Linked DNA regions of Gossypium raimondii: region 2 is linked to region 1. A link is a contact called in public Hi-C data. All regions are on one chromosome and are shown on one strand. The core of a region is the stretch at or near the end of the contact, and the rest is flanking DNA. Distances in the headings are between cores, read along the strand shown. Region 1 holds the start of LOC105804079 (homeobox-leucine zipper protein HAT22). Region 2 holds the start of LOC105804078 (protein CROWDED NUCLEI 4).

The links. A called contact is a pair of places that touch in the nucleus more often than the background predicts.
Region 2: a contact with region 1 is called in a Hi-C map of leaf, with 3 times the contacts expected there. The contact joins the promoter of LOC105804078 here to the promoter of LOC105804079 in region 1. A contact is called at or near these places in 2 of 2 Hi-C or Micro-C datasets (both in leaf).

What each region holds. Positions count from the first base shown.
Region 1 is chr11:35,872,867-35,880,747 of ASM2569854v1, forward strand. LOC105804079 (homeobox-leucine zipper protein HAT22) reads right to left here and starts at 3,452. Exons shown (of 3, transcript XM_012636576.2): 1 at 2,821-3,452; 2 at 2,611-2,690; 3 at 1,841-2,460. The coding sequence starts at 3,303. The coding sequence ends at 2,178.
Region 2 is chr11:36,002,285-36,010,165 of ASM2569854v1, forward strand. It overlaps LOC105804078 (protein CROWDED NUCLEI 4), which reads left to right and starts at 4,916. Exons shown (of 9, transcript XM_012636575.2): 1 at 4,916-5,353; 2 at 6,641-6,850; 3 at 6,954-7,207; 4 at 7,648-7,881. The coding sequence starts at 5,165.

The sequences.
Region 1 (7,881 bases), core at 2,202-4,701:
TAAAGAGAAATTTCTCATCATTCATGTATTGTAACTGTCGACACCAATCACGATAGCGTGCATATAACGACTACATGCATGCATTACTTGCAAAGTTGCGAGAACCCATCCCATGAAACTCTCACTTGACTTATTGATGAAAAAAAAAAAACTTGGAGTTTAATCCAAAGTTGAACCATCACTTTTTTTTCTAAATTACAAATACAAATAATCAGTGAAATTCAAGTTTAAAGTGGTCAAAATTTTCATGGTTTCGACATTATCATTAAACCAAAATACCAAATGTTTAATAAAAATGAAAATGAGGAACACTTTTGATGATGAAAGGAGAAGTGGAATATGTAACTTTTGGGATGAGTTTTTGGAATTTAAATCAAAAGGGAATTTGAGAATTTAAGGGAAGGAGAAGTTTAGGGAAAAAGAGGGTCCCATCTAATAGAAATATAGAAGGTCGTCTGTCTGACCTCCATTCAAAATTCTCTATAATTATTTTTGTGAAGAAAAAATAAAATAAAAGAACAAAAGTGAGCCATTGGGACATCACGTGGGATATGACCTACCAGCTCCCTTAAAGAAAGAGCATCTGACCAAGCCCATCCACTTTTCCCTTCTCAACCCCCCCCCCCTTTTTTTTTCATAAATATGGTTTTATTTTATTTTATTTTGAAAATATATACCACTTTATTTAATTTTGTTTCTACTAAATGTTGTAAAGTTATGTTTTTTTAAATATTATTTAACAATTTAATTATAAATAAAATGATAAAGTAAACATAAATAAAATTTTTAGATTCAATTATTAAATATTTCACTTTTAAAAATAATATAGTTTTTAGATTCAATCTCACGCATTATATAAGTATAGATTAAAAACGTATGAAATAGTTTTACTTTTTATATTTCTTTCTTAGTGGATATTTCAAGTGAAATCATCCACTCTTTCCTTCTCTACACGCCTCACACCACCCATTTCTTTTTAGTACTATTTTCCTTTGCACACTAGTGCTTTCTAATTTTATCTTATAACCATATTAGTATATATTAGATTATGACCTATTCATGAAAGTAATTATTTAGTAAATTTATAAAAAATTGATATAAATATTAAATATATCTTTAATTAAAATGATAAAATTGAGAGACTAGAATTTATAATGTATTTTCTAGATTTTATATGAAAACATAAAATATCCCGTCAAATAATATTTGTTCTTTTATAATTTTTAATAAATTCACAATTAAATTGAGACGAAGTCTCAAAACTTTAAATATTAACGAAAGTAATATGCGACCAAAATTGAAGAAAGAAAAAAAGGAAGAAAATTTCTGATAAATTGAAGACGACTGAAATTAGAGACATATACACGTGAGCTAACCTCCAACACCCCACACCCTTTTCCTCTCTCACTTAATCATAACCTCCAACTGATTTATCATTATCCCAATTTCTTCTTCATTTGAGACACCCAAAAAGGTGGACACTCTTCCACCATGTAAGTGGGAGGACCCATTTCTCCCATACATACATTCCACTATTTTATATACTACTAACTCTTCATTACATTAAACGTATATATACATGCATAGATATTTTATTCATTTATCCTAACAAATTTCTTTTTAATTAAAACTCAAATTCTTGGAAAGTATTTGTGGATAAATGTGTAATAATTAGAAGTTTTCATGTTTTCTAGCTATGATGTTCAACAAGATTTTCCAAACCTTTCGCATTTCGAAAAGCTTGAAAAGTAACTGAATATGAACACAAAGGCAACTTTATACTTTTTTTTCTCTAAGCAGTCAAAATAATTAAAAATAAAACGCAAGGATCAAAGCAGTGTTTCCATGAGATAAATCGTAATCTTTATTCATTCCATATTATCAAAGCAATGGAAACAACAAGTGTATCATTAAAAGATGGAACAAAAGAATGAATAATAAAAGATAGATATACTAGTATATCTTAATTTCTAATGAATATTTACAAAAACATATAAAGATGGATGAGGAGATTGATCAGTAATTTTTACTATTGGTTTTCTACAAATTAATTTATAGTCCACACTAATTTTGATTCGCTACAAGCCCTTAACCAAAAAATAGAGGGGTTATGGGGAGGGTCTATTCTCGTCCTTTCTTTGGCTACTGATTTTAAGTTGTAATTAACGAACTTGGAATCAACATGCTGCAGAAGGATTGGTGAAGCGATTATAGAAATGAGGCTTTGAAGGCAATACTGAAAATGGGTTCTTGGAACTGCCATCGCTAACACCGCCGATTCTTTCACAAGATGGACACATGGTGAGAGTAGCCGCTGGCATGTGCATGTAAAAGGGTTGAGCCAGTTTCAGTGCCTTGAGTTCTTGTAGCTCCTTTTGCAGTCTCCTGTTTTCATCTGTTAGTGTCTCACAACACTTCTTCAAGAATTCACAATCTACCTCAGTTTGCTTAAGCTTTGTCCTGTCAATCACAGAAACCATAATTCTTTTTGTAAGTAACATTGAAGTCAGGTCAGTTGCTTTTAAGCACTTGTCCTTTGGTGTACATAGAAGCCTTTCTCTTTTCGTTTGCCTTTTGGTATAGAGATAAACAGAAGAATGATCAATTTACCTGGCTCTCCTGTTCTGGAACCATACTTCAACCTGTCTAGGCCTCAGGTTTAATTGCTTTGCTAAAGCTTGCTTTTGCTTCTGTTAGCATAAAATATAAGAACAAAAAAAAAAAAAAAAAGAGAGAGATTTGATTAATACAATAATCAAGCTGTTAGTGATGATAATCAATATCAGATAAAGAGAATTGGAGAGAGATGAAAGAGCATACAGGATTTAAAGTGCTATGCTGTTTGAAGCTTTCCTCGAGCAAAGCAGATTGGTCTTTGGTGAGCCTGAGTTTCTTTCTAGCATTAACACCATCTTCATCTTCTTCACTAACTCTGGAGGAATTCTTCTCTACCTCCACTTCTTCGCAGCTAAGGTCTCTTTCCCTTTTCACCCTACCACTAGAAAATGAAGAAACAGCACTATGGGGAGAAGCCTGACGGTACAAATCACCGGAGCCAGGCTCCTCATGGTTGTGAAGACAACCAACGCCTTTGTTCACATCAATCTTTTTGCTATTATCATTAACTAGGTATATCTCACCGGATAACGCCAACGTCAGCGATGGCTCGACACTTGCTGCTGCCATGGACATAGATGATTTCTTGGGAGTTTGATTGTTGTTGGCCTTGGATGGAGTTCCCAGGGTTGATGAAAAGCCTAACCCAAGAACAAGGCCTGTATTACATGCATCATCAATACCCATCAAGCTGAAATTTTGTCTACACAAGTGGGTTTTTTTTTTGGTTAGAAGGGGGTGAAGGAAAGAGAGGGAGAGGGAGTGGATTGAAAGATAACGAGGGTGCAAAAGGGTCTTAAGAAGGGAAGAGAATGAGTAAGACTTTTTGGAGGGAGAAAGAGGGTGTGGGTTGGGGTAGCTATGATTATTAATCAAAGGAAATGAATTGACTATTTTTTATTTTATTTTAGGTATAGAAAGTCCATAATAAAAATCAATAAATTATACGAATCTTGAATTTATTAAAATATTAAATACTATTTAAGAGAAAAAAAGATTACATTAATGAAGGGAATTAAATTCTTTAGCGTCTACCATCCAACCCCACTCCAATTATCTCAGTATACCAAACAAACAAAGGCAATTTCCTCTCTTTTTCTATGTTATGAAATCCCACAATTCACATTGTAACGGGAATCACATCAAGAGAATGATTCGCCAGCACTTAGGCCACCCTTTAACGTACCAATTTTAACTATTGCTACTCCTCGACTATCACTTATTCCCTTTTTTTTTCCCTTCCTATGGCTGCTTTTTTGTGTACGTATGTTTCAATTATTAGCCAACTTTTTCTTTGTCTAACTTTTGTCCTCAAAACCCTTTTTATTTATTTTCCTATCTCCCTTTATCTTTTTATATATGTGATGACCTATATTTTTGCACACATCCAAAGATTAATTACTTTTGTTTCCACAGAAGAAAAGTTTGATGATGGCAGAAATTTTGGGTTAATTATTAAAGGCTGCCTATATAATTTGAAATCATGATGCATAAAGGGCGGAACATCATTGGATATTAACAAGTTCCCTTTATAATACACCCATGAACTGTCTCCCACTCCATGCCTGATTTAACTAGTTAGGATCGGATGGGTAATCACGTCACCTTGCTTACCAAGTATTAACACTTGATATCCATTATTCTATTTTTCATTAATTTGGTGGGCAGTTTTTTCTCTTGCTTATTTATGAGTATGGAGATTAGAAAAAGATGTCCACTATCTCCTATTGTTTCAATCATCATGAAGGATGGTAGTTTCCTTGTTTTCTTGTTTGTTTAGAAGGGAAAAAAAATCTTATAATTTTTCTAATTTTGAATTTCAGTATATGTAATGCAATTTCAGTTTGTTATTTTTATGTAATACTTATAGAATAGTCTTATCATTTTAATTAATTGATTTAACATCTACTGCTTGAGTCAATACTAAAATTTTAAAATTGAAAAGTACAAGAACTAACAATGATTAAATTAGAAAATAAGAGGAAATCCAACATTTGCATAGTACGAGATTAATAATAGAACTTGACTTAACATATTTAATTACTATCATTTATTTTAAGATTAAAATTTAAAAATTTTAAAAAGTATAAAGATTAAAAATAACTAAAACTAAGTTCATAACTAATGTATAGTATAAGGACTAATAGCAAAAATAGACAGAAAGGGAAAAAGGGGGAAGAGAGAAGTAGGTAGAAAACATTTGAGAAGAGTTTGAAAGAGTTATAATGGTGCCAGGATATGATTCATCAGCAGGAATCCGGATCATTGCTTAACTAGAAAGTCGATGTAGAGAGTTTGGGGCCCCCATGCTTACATTGTATAAGCACTTCCCAATAATGCTTTGTCGGCTATTTTTACCCATTACAATTTAGAAGTTAGGTCACCCATAAAAACATGATTCAATTAAACCACCCATTAATTTAATACCAAAAACAATTGCGGATGATATGAGATAGATCAAGCTCATAAAATAATATTTTATATTTATATATTAAAACGATGAGAATTTTTTGCTGTCATTCAGGGACTTTGATTGTCCCCTGCAGGACCAATCATTTTTCAGAAAGGTGCTGCATTTGTTTCAATGAAATATAATGGCCTGTTTTCTCTATTCTTTTCAGCTGATCAAGTTTGAAAATTGGAACGAAAAGTTTTCTTCTTTTACAAATTAATTGGAATATAGAAAGGGAATTCCCTTCTTTCAACTCTGATTAGTCAATTTTGTTTATGTTTCTCCTTTGGTGATCATCATGATCGTTTAGGGATTAGGTTGAATTTGGTCTCCCTGTGTGTATATTGCAATTGTGCGTATTTTAAAAGGTAAGTCAGCCAACCCTAATTGAAATTGAATTACTATTAATTAATTCACGGATTTATGGAATAAATATATTTATTAAAATTTTATATAAATTTTATATAAAATTTTAATTGAAATGGTAGAATTAAAATATTTAATATTACTATACATTAAAATTTTATTATATATAAATTTTAATTAATTTTATATAAAATTTTATTATAACTTTTTGTAAAATGAACAAATTTTCAATTAATTCTCAATTGAATTGATACTCGATTGATTGGTGAACTAATTTACATAAAATCTTGAGTATAATATAGATATAAAGTAAAAAAGAAAGAATATTATTGAATTTGAAACTTGGGTTTTATAGATTTTTAGAGATAATTTTACGTGAATGGCAGCATTAATTTATAAGTATGTATTTACATATGTGTAATTAGAAAATAAACATGTTTTTTTTAATATTTTGCATTTGAAAACAAAAAGAAGTACGCAACTTAACAACCCAATCACACTATTAGTTTATTGACTAATGGAAAATGGAGTGCAAATTTCTTTCCTTTTTACATATATTAATTAGTTTATGAACAATCTTTGAATGGTTATAAGATTATTCATTTATCATTACTTGGAAAGAGCCAGTCAACAACAAAAATGAAATTTCACCTACAATAATGTTTGTTCAAGGAAAGAATTTAGATCAAATATATAATAAGGTTTTCACATAAAAATTATATAAAAATGGGTTTTTTTCATATGCTGTTAAGTGAAATTTAAAATAATAGGATAAAATATAAAACTTAAAAACTTGTTAATTGTATTCTTTTAAAAAATAACATTTTTTAAAAGAATCTCTAGTTCAGTCGTAAATCATAATAAATTAAGGGTTAAATGCTCAAATTAACGCTCAATCTTTTAGGGGTTGCTCATATAAGAGTCAAACCTTTGAAAATGCTTTTATAAGGTCTTAATCTTTACAAAAATGTTCAAGTAAGGATTTTTACGCACTTCAACCCAATTTGAGTAAAAATTAAGTGATTATATTCTAATGTACTTAGAATAAAATACATGACAGTTTAATAAGATGTTGCTTGAAAATAAAAGTAATAAAAACATAATTTAAGACATGATATACAACATTTGAAAAGTCCTTATTTGGGCACTTTCAAAAAGGTCTGGCTTTCATATGAACGCTCTCAAAAAGTTTTGGTCCTTATTTGAGCACTTTGAAAGATTTGGCTTTCATTTGAGCACTTTTGTAAAGGTTAAGCCCTTATATAAACATTTTGAAAGGTTTGACCCTTATATGAGTAATTCCTAAAAGGTCTGATGTCAATTTGAGCATTTAACCTAAATTAGAGTCTCTATAGATGAGGAAAATTTATGGACCAATTACAAAGTGCCACGTATCAAGCCAAAATTATTGTGGGTCGCATTAAAAATTATCATGATGAAAATGACGACATCATATATGTGCCACAATTAAATTTCTCTAATTAATTTAAATTAATTAAGAAATAAATATTAAAATTTTATATTATCACCAATTAAATAATAAAATAATAATATAATAAATATTTAACATTAAAAAGTTTTAAAAATATTTTGTTAAAAATCTAAGTTATGGTTTATTAATTGAATGCTCATTTTTCTAAAATAATGTGGGTTGATATTGAAGTATTTTTTAAATATTTATATGTTTTGTAATTAAATTTAAATAAAAATAATTTTAATTAATAAATAGTAATTTGAGTAGGATGGATTCAAAATCATTTTTTACGAACTCAGTTAGATTTATCGGATTAGATAAATTGTTTAATCCTTGAACAAGTATAGTTAGACTTGATAAAGATAAATTTATTTTTCATACAGTGTGGTCATCGATCATTAATTCATTGTTTAAAATGATCTTATAATTTAAAATATATTTTATTGTTTTTATTAATATTTTTATATTTTTGTTATAATTAAAATTTAAAATTATTTAATAAATAATAATTCAAACCAAGTTTTATTTAATTTGATTTATGCATCTCTTTTCATAATCTCAAAGAAAAACGTTTTTCTTGTTATTCTTATAGTTACATCTAAAAATATATATTTATTCCTTTAAAGAATTCTAATCATAGGAACTAAACCCATCATCCGGCCATTATGCAGCTCTAGTTGTTAGGGTATGGGATAAGATCTATTTGATAGGGTAGTAGAGGGGGAATGGTGTAGGTGAGATTTGCTTTGATTATCTATCCAACTAACCTAGTATACCTTTCACCTATGGGCTTAGGCCCTACCTAGTATTATTGATGCCTACCAAAATTATGATTTCTTTGAAAGGGAGGAATCAAAGACAAATTCTTTTTTGTATACTCCTTTTTCTACTAAATTTGTTACATTGTCAAAAATTTTCAACCTCAATCACTTATTTTATCAATACAAAATTGCAAAATATATTATAAAATTTA
Region 2 (7,881 bases), core at 3,666-6,165, 130 kb after region 1:
TTCTAAAGTGTTTTTGGCCTGAAGCAATGAATTGGTGTATTCACGTTCTCAACAGGAGTCCTACATTTGCAGTTCAAAACATGACCCCGAAAGAAGCATGGAGTGGACAACGACCGACCATGGATTATTTCAGAATCTTTGAGTGTGTAGCATTTGCCCATGTTCCAGATCAAAAGAGAAAGAAATTATATGACCAGGGACAGAAATGTATTTTCTTGGTGTCAGTGATCAATCAAAAACTTATAAGCTTTATAATCCTAACACTAAGAACATTTTGATCAGTCGAGACATCGTTTTTGATGAAAATCAGTTCTGGTCATGGAACACAAGTACCACCAGAGAACAAATACCAACAAGCTTTGATGAAGAAAATAGCGAAGAAGCAAGTCAGCCCCAACAACATCATGTTCTAATAGATGATGCCACTTCTAAAATTACAACGACAATGGACGAACAGTCGGAAACAATAACTGATTCACGTTCTCGCAGTGCTCAAAGAAGGCCAGCATGGATGTCAGATTATGAGGTAACCGAAATTGATCAATCTAAAGATGTTCTTATTCATTTTGCTCTATTTTTAGATTGTGATCCGACAACTTTTGAAAATGCTGTCAAAGAAGAAAAATGGCGAAAGGCGATGGATGTCGAAATTGCTGCAATTTAAAAAAATAATACATGAGAACTTTTTGATCTTCCTAAAGGGCACAAAAAGATTGTTGTAAAATGGGTCTATAAAACGAAATTGAAGGAGAATGGGGACATCGACAAGTATAAAGCACAGTTGGTGGTGAAGGGTTAGAAACAAGAATTTGGTGTGGATTATAAAGAAGTCTTTGCTCCTGTTGCAGGGCTTGATACAATTAGAATGGTGATTGCACTGGCTGCTCAAAACTTATGGCCCATGTACCAATTAGATGTGAAGTCGGCCTTTCTTCATGGAGACTTACAAGAACAGGTATTTATTGAACAACCTCCTGGCTATGTTAAATTTGGTGATGAGCACAAAGTCTATAAATTGAAAAAGGCTCTATATAGACTAAAACAAACACTTAGAGCTTGGTATAGTCATATTAATGCTTACTTTCAAAGGGAAGGTTTTCAAAAATGTCCATATGAGCATACTCTATATACAAAGTGTGTAGATAGGGGGAAAATGCTTATAGTATGCTTATATGTTGATGATTTAATTTATACGAGAAATGATAGTGCCATGTTTGAAGATTTTAAAAGGTTAATGATAACTGAGTTTGATATGTCTAATCTTGGAAAGTTACATTATTTTCTTGGCATAGAAATAGTGCAATCTGTTGATGGAATATTTATTTCTCAAAGGAAGTATGTTCGAGAAATTTTAGACAGGTTTCAGATGAGTAATTGCAATCACGTCAACACACCTTCAGATGTTGGATTAAAGCTTACAAAGAATCTTAAAGAAAAGAAGATTGATGGTACTCTTGTCAAGCAAATTGTAGGGAGTTTGATGTATGTGACAGCAACAAGGCCAGATATCATGTATGCAGTTAGCATTATTAGCAGATACATGGAGAACCCAAAAGAATTACATCTTCTAGCTGCGAAGAGGATCTTTCGATACTTGAAAGGTACTTTTGATTTTGGGTTGTTCTACAAAAATGGAGAAAACTCAGGCTTGATTGGGTTCATTGACAGCAATTATGTTGGAGATTTAGATGACCGAAAGAGTACTTCGGGTTATGCCTTTATGATGGGTTCGAGTGCAATCTCATGGTCATCAAAAAAGCAACCAATTGTCACATTATCAACAACTGAAACTGAATTTGTAGCTGCTACTTCATGTGCTTCTCAAGCCATTTGGCTAAGAAATATTCTTACTGGATTGCAGTTCAAACAACAAGGAGAAACAACAGTTTATTGCGACAACAATTCAACCATAAAGTTGTCCAAAAATCCAGTACTACATGGCAGAAGTAAACACATTGACGTGAAGTTTCATTTCCTAAGAGACCTCACAAAAGATGGGGTAATTGAATTCATTTATTGTAGAAGTGAAGATCAGGTTACTGATGTATTTATCAAGTCCCTCAAATTGGTATCATTTGTAAAGTTCAAAAAAATGCTTGGTGTTTACACTTTGATCAAAAATTAAATTGATCACTTACAGTATCAGTTTAAGGGAGGGCATGTTAGAGTTAAATTTGTTAGTTTATTGGTTTGAATAAAGTTATTGATTCAGTCAAAACTTATTGTTGCTAGACTTTAGGAGTATCATATTAGTTGATATTTTCTAGTGATTTACGTATCAGGTTTGTTCCTATTTTTTAGTGATTTTTTAGTTGTAATTCAGCCTATATAAAGGTTTCATTATTCATTCAATAAAGTGCTTCGAATTCATATTATCGAGTATTTCAAACTTCTATTTCCTCCTTTTATCCATTTGCTTAGTTTAACATTATGAAGTTTTTACACGTAAAATTTCTTAAAAATTTATAGATTTAAAATATATACTCCAAAAGTTTCTTTAAAAAACACATAGCACTCATGTGAAAGTAGTTAATTTGGTTTTCAACTAAATCAAGAGTGGGTTATAAAATACATACGGATAATTGTCAATTGAAGACCTTAACTCTTGTTTATAAAGGAATTCGAAAAAAAATGATAATAAGTAATGAACGATGAAAATTTTCAAGTATAAATTTCATCTAAAAACTTTGGGTATTCATAAATATGTTTGATCTTGCCTCACAAATGATGAAATTTGAACAATCTTTTTACCTTTATTTGACAACAATGGCAGTAAAAGAAAACAGAGAACATGGAGAAAATGAAGGTCTATAGAATGATTTTAGTACTCAACAATGAAAAGTGTGTAATTTTAGTTTTAGATGAAGGTATTATTAAAAAAATAACATAAAAAGTGTTGACACAAGTGATATTTAATTATCACCTCCAACCTTCATTTATTTGAAACGCCCCATGAGATTTTGGGCATATCTCTAAGTAATTTTTGTAAAGTTTTATTCACCCAAAAAAAAAATCACCTCCAAATCTATTTTATTTATCTCCATCTTGTAACAAAAAGTAACGTGAGTGTATAAAATTTTAAGCTTATCAAACAACTTATTATTTTAAAATAAGATGATACATTAGTATTAATTAATATATCACGTTAGTATTAATTCTAAAACGGGCTATTATACATTTACATACGAGTCGTAACTCTAATTTCCTCTTAATACATGGTGGTTAAGGATTGTTCATCCTAAAACTCACCTAGGTTCAAATCTTTGGTAAGTTTTTATTTAAGTAGTCTCCTTTAAACGTGAGGTATGCGTGTGTGATATAAATATGCCCCGAATGCATAAATATTAACCTTTTAATTTCATATTAAAAAAAAGAAAGGAAAAAAGACCTTCCTCTTAATACATGGTTGGTAAAAGATGAAATCTCATGGCTTTAAAACTTTTTCCTCCTTTAAGCCTTGCCGAATGGTTAAACCTTCCACTCACTTTCTCTACTCTTTTTTCTTCCGTTACTTCTTTCTATTTTCTTTCTTAATTTTTCCAAACGAAGTAAGATGTTGCAGCTCCTCAAGTGGCTGGTTAAAGCCAAGCATGAGGTGAAAATCTTGGCAACATCTTATGTTGCCACATATGCCTTCATTTTCCACACTAAATTATTAGGTTAAGACCTAGCTTAAGTAGTATAACTGGCTTTAAATAATTAGCTATTTCAAGCTAAAATAGAAAAAATTCGCCCGTAGGTCTTAGCAATTATGTCAACGGATTTCCAAGATTCAGTCCGCACATTAATTGATTTTTTAAAAGGAATTTTAAATTAAATCTTACATTAATTTAAAAAAGTTAATACATTGTTGTAGCTTTAATATTTTTGTGTTAAGTTAGCCTTTAAATTTAATAATTGTTCTCGTATTGAAGCCTAAATTATTTTTTGTCCAAGTGAGTCCTTAAATTTGGTAACTATTTTTGTATTGACACTTGAACTTTTTTTGTCCAAGTTAATTCTTATATTTCATTGAAAACCCTAAAGTTTAAGCCCTGATGTGAAACAAGTGTCTAGTTCATGCCCCAATGTGAAAAATAAAATCCTAATATAAGAGTACTTACCAAATTTAAGCCACAAATAATGATTTAACCTTTTCGTAAATCATCAAAACCAGAAGTGAGGAAAAATTGAAAGATATAATGACTTTTTATTGGCTTTCTAACTTTATAAAAAATCATTTTAGCCATCTATTTAATTTTTCATCTTTTTTGTCCTTAAACTTGCATTTTGTCAAATCATCCTAGAATGAATGGGAAAGTTAATGTATTTAACTTTTTGATATTACATACACCTAGATTGTCAAGTAAACATGGATGACAAGTCAATATTTAATTAATTTTTAAAATTTTAAAAATTCAAAAAAATTATAGAAACTATTTTAAAATTATAAATCATTAAAATTATTTAAAGTTTATAAAAATATAAAAATATTTTCCAATATTTTAAAAATTTTAAAATGTTAATTAAATGTTGATGTGTCATTTATGTGCATACCACATCAACAAAGTTATCAAATATTAATTTCTTTCATTTATTCTAGGGTGATTTGACAGAAAATATAAAGTTAAAAATTAAAAAAATAAATTTAATTAGAGGACTAAAATGATTTTTTTATAGAGTTGAAGAAAAAAGGTCATTATGTTTGAAATTCTTTTCCATAATTTTCTTGATTTGGGTGCAAAATCAAGTACCCAAACGTGCAAATTATCTGGATTTAGCCCACAAACTCCAATGAAAACCAGCCGTTAATTATGTTTTTTAAATTTCAAATTAGCTGACGTTGGACGCTGACTGTCAATTGTTACTCTTTACTCTTCCGTCTAATCTTTGTTTAAAATTTCAATTTTCCTTTCCTTTCCCATTTTTTCCCCCACAAACTGGCAGCCTAAATTTCCCGATACGACATCGCTTTTGGATCATCCCAATAGAAAGTTCTTTTTCTTGGCGATTTCAACTCTCAAAAAAACAAAACCTCACTCAGTGGTGAGCCGGTGACTCAGTACTTTGATTCTCTCCCTTTCCCTCTTTACAGAGAAAAAGAAAGAAAAGTGAAGAATCATATTCAGAATAGCTACAGGCGTACGGAACTCTAGGGTTTTGGTGCCGTGATCTGGTTTAGAAGATGGCGAGTCCGATCACGCCGGGAAGCGGCAGGGCGTTGTCTATAATGCCGGGGTCTAGGGTTGTGAAGAGTCCTCTTAGTGACGAAACCATTTGGAAACGACTCAAGGAAGCTGGATTCGATGAGGAATCGATCAAGAAGAGAGATAAAGCTGCGCTTATTGCTTATATTGCAAAGCTTGAAGCTGAGGTTTGCTTCAAATCTTTTAACTGCTTTTCTCAAAAAATTTCATGGCTCTTCTTTTCCTTTTGTTTTTCTTTAAAGACTTGTTTGGTCGCGGGTGCAATTGGTCAAAGAGAGTAGTAGTATATTGAAATTTTAAATTGTGAATTGCGAAGGTCGCAATAAAATATGGATTTTTCTTTCTTTATATTGCGTTTCAGTTTTAAATTTTAAGACGAAAAGACAATCAGATATATATATTAATAAAATGGTTAAGTAATGGAAGTGATCTCTAACAGATTTCAACATAAAACAGTAAGGGTTTTGGTACTTGAAAGATGCTAGCCTGTTGTATATAGAATTTGTTTTAATATTTTTGACATATTGTTAATCTAATAAATGTACTTAGTTATATTAGGGATTATGATATAATTACGACGCCATTTTTTAGATATTACGATACAATATTCTTGCTTGGTTCTTTTCTAAATTGGTGATAACCTTCTATATAAATAGGGCATTCTTGTATAAACTAAAACAATGTGTTCTTAATATCGACAATTTAATCCTTGCGTCTTTTCACTAGATGTAGGCTACCATAGTAGAACCACCTATTCCTCTGTGTCCTTGTGATCTTGTTTTCTCTTATTCTTTTCTCAAGTCAAATTTTAATGCCAAGTCATCAACTTAAGTCTTGTTTCTTGAATAAACCTTTTGGTTAAAGTTCCGTACTTCAATTAAATGTCCTTCCGGTTGCTAGTTGTGTTCCCTTGTAGAAGCTTTGAATGGAACAAACTTGATTTTTACCTAATGTTCCAATTGCATTATTTGATTGAGGTGTTGTATCACCTTGCAATGCCCTTTAGGTGTGGTAGACGTCGTGGGCGTGCAAATGGCACATTGAGCTGTTAATTTTGTGGGATTATAAGAGCTTTTAGGAGCATTTATTGTTTGTTTTTTAGTGACTTCAATGATTTGTTTCGTTGTTTTTAGACAGCATTTCCTGTTTTCTGTGCCATTATTTAGGGATTGATTGCTATTTTAACTTCTGAGTTTTTGCACTTGTTAGTTCCTATGGATTTCATATTACTAAGCTGCAATCTTTACCTAACTTTATCCATGAATGAGACTTATGAATGCTTTGTTTGTACAAAAGATCAGAGTGAGGAATAATGGCATTCTTGGTTTAGCACAAGATGATCTATGCATTTCATGTTTTTCATAAGTTCATATTGTAAATCTTCCTTCATTTTGTGCTTCTTTCCACATAGCTTACTAGCATTTAGTTCTAATATTATCTATTCTTGTATTTAGCTCTTTGAGCACCAACACCACATGGGCCTTCTTATATTGGAGAGAAAGGAGCTTGCTTCCAAGTATGAACAAATTAAAGCCTCTGCTGAAGCAAGTGAGATAATGCAAATGCGGGATCAAGCTGCACATGCATCTGCTCTTGCAGAAGCAAAAAAGCGAGAGGATGGTTTGAAGAAATCTTTAGGAGTTGAGAAAGAGTGCATAGCAAGCGTACGGTTATCATTTGAAAGTCTCTTTAATTGAACTTGTTTTCCTTGTTCACTTATCTTTCAGCATTGTATGTTTCTTAGGACTTTGTGGTGGGGTTTTGCAGATTGAGAAAGCATTGCATGAGATGCGTGCAGAATCTGCTGAAACTAAGGTTGCCGCTGAAAGTAGATTAGCTGAAGCGCGTATTATGATAGAGGATGCTCAGAAGAAGTTTGCAGAGGCTGAGGTAAAGTTTCATGCTGCAAAGTCCTTACAAACAGAAGCTAGCCTCTTTCAACGCACTGCTGAGAGAAAGCTCCAAGAAGTTGAAGCACGTGAAGAAGACCTTAGTAGACGTATTGTACTGTTCAAAAATGAGTATGTGATTTACATTGCATTTCCTTCTCTTTTTTGTTTGTACTATATATATTTATTATCTCTTTGTTTCTTTCCTAACAGTGTGTAGTTTTTGAACAAGCTTTTATTACCCAAGAGGAAACACTTGTGCCTTATACATCTCTTTGTATTCATATTGTGTGGTATTTGTTACTGGATTGCAGTATGATTATATTTTACATTGAAAAGTGTGCATAAATAAGAACTGTAAATGATGGCCTATTATTCTATTTAAAATGTTCTTATAGGCAGACATGATTTGAGTTGCCTAGTTGGAAGTGAACCAGTAAAAACTGTCTTGGTTGGAAACGGTATTGTGTGGATGCTGGATACACATTCTTGCTTGGCTGCATTTGTGCAGTTTGATTTTATTTAGATTTTCTGTTCAAGGAGTCTGATAATTATTTTGTTCCATGTTTTAGTTGTGACACAAAGGAGAAGGAGATTACTCTTGAACGGCAATCACTGAGTGAGAGGCAGAAGATTATACAGCAAGAACATGAAAGACTACTTGATGGGCAAGCTTCTTTGAACCAGAGAGAGGAGTATATCTTTAGTAGAAGTCAAGAATTAAATCAACTGGAGAAGGAGTTGGAGGCATCAAGAGTGGATATTGAGCGGGAACATAAAGCTTTGAAGGATGAAAAATCCAAACT